2 separate regions of the Mus musculus genome follow, and region 1 is linked to region 2. The links are chromatin contacts, called in public promoter capture Hi-C maps. All regions are on one chromosome and are shown on one strand. The core of a region is the stretch at or near the end of the contact, and the rest is flanking DNA. Distances in the headings are between cores, read along the strand shown. Region 1 overlaps Iqsec2 (IQ motif and Sec7 domain 2). Region 2 holds the start of Tsr2 (TSR2 20S rRNA accumulation).

Region 1 (2,700 bases), core at 126-2,625, 1.1 Mb before region 2:
CACTCAGCCAGCTTAGGGGTCACCCACTTCCGGGGGCTGGGCCAAGCAGAGGCAGGAGAACCCAGAGAGGAAGGGGAGAAGAGGAACCATTTGCCCTAACTCATCTCTCTGGAGCTTCCAGAAAAGTTCCTCCTTTGGGAAAATTACCCAGTCCCCCTCCGTCCTTCCTTCTGTCTTGTTATCAGAAGCCAGATCAATCCCTCCAGACTCTTGTTCTTACACACTGGCCATCTACCTTGTCACATTCTAAAACTAACTCATCTTTGCCCGTAGCAACCCTAGACTTAGTGCTCCCTGTAGGCAGGGGTCCCCCAATTACCTCTTTCTTTGTCACCCCTCATCAAAAACAGATTGTCCAACCCAGGAAATGAATTTTTCCATGCTTCAGGAAAGTAATCAGGCTAAATTCACAACACTGTGGTAATTACCAATCTGATGATCTAGATTCTCACCTTAATTTTTACCGCAGGGCAAATTAACTTAGCTTTCTAAGCCTTAGAATCTTGGTTTGTAAAATAACACGTATATATATAGGCTTTAAGAATATAGTGAAGACAAACTAGAGACTACGTATAAAGTATCCAGCCATCGTTTGGTAGGGCTGCTGCTGCTCAAGAGGAAAAATCGCACCTGCACCCGAGGCTAGGGCAGAAGGAATGATACAGAGACAAGTTCTAAACCTGGACCACCACAGGGCATCAGAAAGACCTTAGACAAGTCCCAGGAGCTTACCCAACAGTCTTATGTAAAGTGGGGAATCACAATATGTCACCATAAATGTACCTGCCAAATATCATGTGGAGAGCCCAGCTCTTAGAAATAGCTCAATAAATTGCACCAGTGATCACAAATGGGGGGGTTATCAGACCTTTGACATCCGTGAAGCTTAGGATGGAGGAAGCAGTCCGGGTGGATGGGGGGCAGGCTTCCCACACTGTACAGGATGGGAATTGCTTCCCCTTCCCAGACAGAGAGCATGTTACAGGCAGTAAGTGAAAAAGGCTGCAAGCACAGGAAGCAGTAGTTGGGCAGGGTGGGTAGCCAGGCAGAGCTGAACAGGAAGCATATGGGAGGGGAGGCCTGGACATAGCTGGGGCGGCTCTGGGGAATGGTTACAGTATCTCAGATATGTGAATGGGGGAGCCAAGGAAGGATTGTAAGGTTTTAGTCATCCTAGGAGGTCAAAACAAGGAAGAATCTTCAAAATACCTAAACCAAAATTTCAGTGGGACAGATAGGGACACTGAGGCCCAGAGTGGGAGGCCTCCTCTGGGAACAAAGCCAGCCATTGCTCCTCCTCCCACTTCTCCAGACACCAGTGGCTTCTGTTGCCATGGGGATGTCCCTGGCTCAGAGGGTGTCAGTGGCTCCCCTACCCCCTCCCTCCTTCCCTAGCAACAGGCCACCTCTTGCTTTTATCATTGCATGCCTAGCAACCTCAGCCTGGTCCCCAGGGCCATGGAGTTCCAGCCTGACCTCTTACAGCCATGATTTCCTCTGGGACATCTGGAACTCCCTTACCTTCTGCTGATGGGATCAGTCTAGCCCCTCCTGTCTGATTGCTTTTAACAAACTTGTCCACATTTTGCAGCATGACTCTATATCATACAGTTACGAGTTAGTCTAAGGGAGGCTGTAGCGCAGTTGGTTGCACTGATATTTGATGTTGAGCATAGGGTTACTTCAACTTCCCTCAATTCAGTGAAATCAGAACCATTTTATAAAAGAGAAACAAAGGACCAGAGTATTTAAGTGATGGCAAAAGTCAGATAGCTAGGAAGCAGGCTATGCTGATAGCTTTGTGATCTTTAGGTATGGCCAGTTGTAATCTGGACTTTGCTTAAGGTGCCTTTAGGTCTGACAATTTCTGTTGCATATACAGGAAACCCAGGTATCCATCTTGGCCCCTTGCCCCACTGTCAGTTGTTCAGTTTTAATTACACTCTTGTACTGAATTCCTAAAGCCTGGGCCCCAACATGGGTAGTTTGCAGTCTACCTGCCATGTTCTCTCCTTGCTATTCAGTTTTTTACACTAGCTGAGGCCTATTTGTCTTCTTCCTGCATTTTTCCCCACCACTCAATTCTTCTCCAGTCATACATGTGCCCTTGTATGTTCACACTCGTGAATGCAGATGCTTACTGGATGAAGAAACTTGGGGTTTACAAGAGACAAACCAATTTGCCCAGTCAAATAGCTAGAAAGCAACCTAGCCTCAAATGGAGCCCTTAGCCTGGATCCAAAGTTTCTCCCTGTTTTCTGTGCCACAAAGCCTACTTTCCTTAGCTTCTCGTGCAACTCGGAGGCCGCCTACACCCCAAAATAGCTATAAGTGATGCAACCGCAAAATTATGAACTCATTTAAAACAATATGAGATTGGTTGTGTGTGTGCATGCATGTGTGAACATGTGTGTATATGTGCATGTGTGGGTAGATGGTATGCATGCATGTGGGTACAGAAGGACATGTATATGTGATGTGTGTGTATATATGTGTGTGCATGTGTATGTATGCATGTGTGTGTGTATGTGTGTGTGCTTGCGTGTGTGTGTGTGTGTGTGTGTGTGTGTGTGAAGGCCAGAGCCTGAAAATAGGTGTCTTCTTCAATTTTTTTTTTTTCTGTTTTAAGATGGGGCCTCTCGCTGATTTGTCAGGATGGCTGGCCAGTGAGCTCCAGGAATCTGTCTCCTTAGCACTGTG
Region 2 (2,700 bases), core at 93-2,592:
TTTTTTTTTTTTTTCTTTTGTGGTCTTGGGATGAAACTCCAGGACCCCAGTATGCTGGCAAGGTAGATAGAAACATTATCAGCCCTTAGTCCTTAAAACATACTAAACGCTGTTGTGTGGAATACTACATGGTGTGTCTTGGAGAATGTTCTTGTGAACTTCAGAAAAATCTATATTCTGTGCTAAGTGTGGTGGTGTGTGATTAGTCCTAGAATTTAGGAGAGTGTGGTAAGAGTCCAATACCAGACATGGCTACACAGTGGAAACTGAAGTTCCTAGAGAAAAGAACAGGTACATCTGTATGGACCGTTCTATAGGACCAAATGACGGAGCTTTGTGGTTGGGGTGAGTAAAAATGTTACAGAGGAGAGACAAATGACCTTGAGCTACTTTTAATCCCATTGAAAACAATTCCTTGTCTTCCCTTGAATCTGAACGAGAAATCTCGTGGTTATCACAACTTTTCAAATACATACTTAACAGCGAGCATCTATGAATCCAAAAGCTAAGAATGTCATCAGACAGTATCTGAAACCTAAGCAGAAATTTCCTCATCCCACTACCTGTAGTCTCTATCAATAGATTTAGTAAATGCTTTGACTTAGGACTTTCTTTGTTCTGTAACTACTAAAATGTCATTTGACCACTTCCACAAAAGAAAATATCTTTCTGGACAACCTGAATCCTGGACATGGTCACTCATATTTGACTCAAGAATGAATTGTTGGAGCTGGAGAGATGGATCAGCGGTTAAGAGCACTGACTGCTCTTCCTAGAGGTCCTGAGCTGAGTTCAAGTCCCAGAAACCACATGGTGGCTCAAAACCATCTGCAATTGGATCCGATGCCCTCTTCTGAGGTGTCTCTGAAGACAGTGACAGTGTACTCACATATATAAAATAATTATTTTTAAAAAATTAAAATTACATTTATTTATTGTGTGTGGGAGTGCCTGCGCCTGTGAATGCCGTGTAACACATGTGGAGGTGAGAGGAAATTGCAGAAATCGGTTCTCTAGTTCCATCCTGTAGGGCTCAGGGACTGAACTCAGTTCTTCAGGCTTGGAGGCAATTGCCTTTATCTGCTGAGCCTCGCAAATGTAGGTTTTCTCGCCCTCGCTATTCTTTTCTCCTTTCCTCTTTATTTCAGCTATGCTTCCTAAGTACTCTGCTCCAGGTTCTCCTTTAATTATTAGGATTTACTGTGGTAAGTGGTAGCATCTACCACTGATGGCGTTTCCCACTGTTCTGGTCTTGCTGCCAGCCAGATTGGCAGAAAACTAAACCACGTTCTGAGAATCGGCTTTTGGCTCCTTTTGCCTGGTGAGGTCGCCCTAGCGATTGGGCTGCCTGGGAGCCACGTGATCTAAACGGATGATGGCGGGCGCCGCTGAAGATGTGCGTGTGCTCTTCGGAGCTGCAGTCCGAGCTGCGCTGGAGGCTTGGCCTGCTTTACAGGTAAGTGAGGTCCTGGCGGGGGGTCACGATTAAGGCTGTGACAAAATAGAAGTTGACCAGGCGAGGCGCCAGAGCCATGGCTGGGCGGTGTAAGCGGCAGACTCCCAGGCCCCGGCAGGCCACGCCGTTCTGGTTTCCATGCTGTCATGGTTGGCTTGGGCCTGTGTTCACAGATCGCTGTGGAGAATGGCTTCGGGGGCGTGCACAGCCAGGAGAAGGCCGAGTGGCTAGGGGGTGCAGTGGAGGATTACTTCATCGCCAATGGTGAGTGAATGTGAGGTGTTGCTGTCTGTCGCAGTGTGGCGTGGCAGAGCCTCGACGTAGAGAGCCCGCGTTTGATGAATGAATCGTGACTTTGAGATCAGAATTGTGTCTTTAGAGTGCCTTAGAGGCAATGACACTCAAATGCTATTATGCTGGAGAACGCATTTTGCCTTCCAGAGAGTCATTTTCCTACTTTCTAAAATGGTTATGGAAAGATCCGACGAAAAGAACTATTCGAGTCATATCTTGTAACTTAAAATTGCTGGATGAGGGGTGGGGGACAGCTCCGTGGACAAAGGCCAACAAGCATAACAGTCCGAATTTCATAGCTGGGACAACATGGAAGGAGAGAACTGGTACACGCTTAAGGTGTCCTCTGATTCTCCCTACACAAGTAAATATAATTTTAAAATTGTTGGGTGAGGAGTGTAGCCCAGTGGTAGAGCACTTTCCTAGTCTGCTCGTGTCCCTGGGCTCCAACCCTGGTGCCACCAAAACTAAAAGCAGTACCTCTGATAAATAAAAGGCAGCCAGGCCCTGTGGTGCAGGCATGTACTCTCATATTCCTGATGCAAAAGGACCTCAAGTTCAGATTCACCACAACCTTGTCTCATAATAAAAATAATATAAAGACTTGGAGATATAGCTCAATGGAAGTGCTTGCTTACTACACACATGTGAGGCTCTACACTACTCATACTACCACAAATGAATAAATGAATGAAAGAAGCAAATATTATAGTGTTATTAAATTCATATCCAAGGTCTAGCATATGGGCCATGTTTGTGATTCTAGCACCAGGGAGACGGAGACAGGGGAATTGCTCTAAGTTTCAAGCTCCATATCCCCAAGTTGTCCTTATGATAAAAGAAGGGGCTGGAGAAATGTTCAGCTGTTAAAAGTGCGTCCTGCTCTTCCTAACCTGAGTTGGGTTCTCAGCTCACAACCACCTGTAACTCCAGCGCCAGAGGATCCAAAA

Evidence for each region. Promoter capture Hi-C pulls out the DNA fragments that hold promoters and counts their contacts.
Region 1: a promoter capture Hi-C map of pre-B cells shows a contact between it and region 2, with 2.2 times the contacts expected there. The contact joins the enhancer-like site here to the promoter of Tsr2 in region 2. A contact is called at or near these places in 3 of 39 promoter capture datasets (the 3T3-L1 cell line and pre-B cells) and 1 of 115 datasets of contacts at active chromatin or transcription factors (pro-B cells).

Annotation. Positions count from the first base shown.
Region 1 is chrX:152,169,901-152,172,600 of GRCm38.p6, reverse strand. The region is part of intron 2 of Iqsec2 (IQ motif and Sec7 domain 2); the gene reads right to left. Among named protein-coding and RNA genes, the nearest start is that of Iqsec2, 27 kb to the right of the region's middle. Within about 2 kb of position 1,375, at least 134 of the 459 cell types and tissues checked have an H3K27ac peak or open chromatin away from gene starts, as enhancers often do. A contact at or near this core is called in pre-B cells and pro-B cells, where this site is marked.
Region 2 is chrX:151,095,185-151,097,884 of GRCm38.p6, reverse strand. Tsr2 (TSR2 20S rRNA accumulation) reads left to right here and starts at 1,342. Exons shown (of 5, transcript NM_001164578.1): 1 at 1,342-1,456; 2 at 1,630-1,720. The coding sequence starts at 1,373.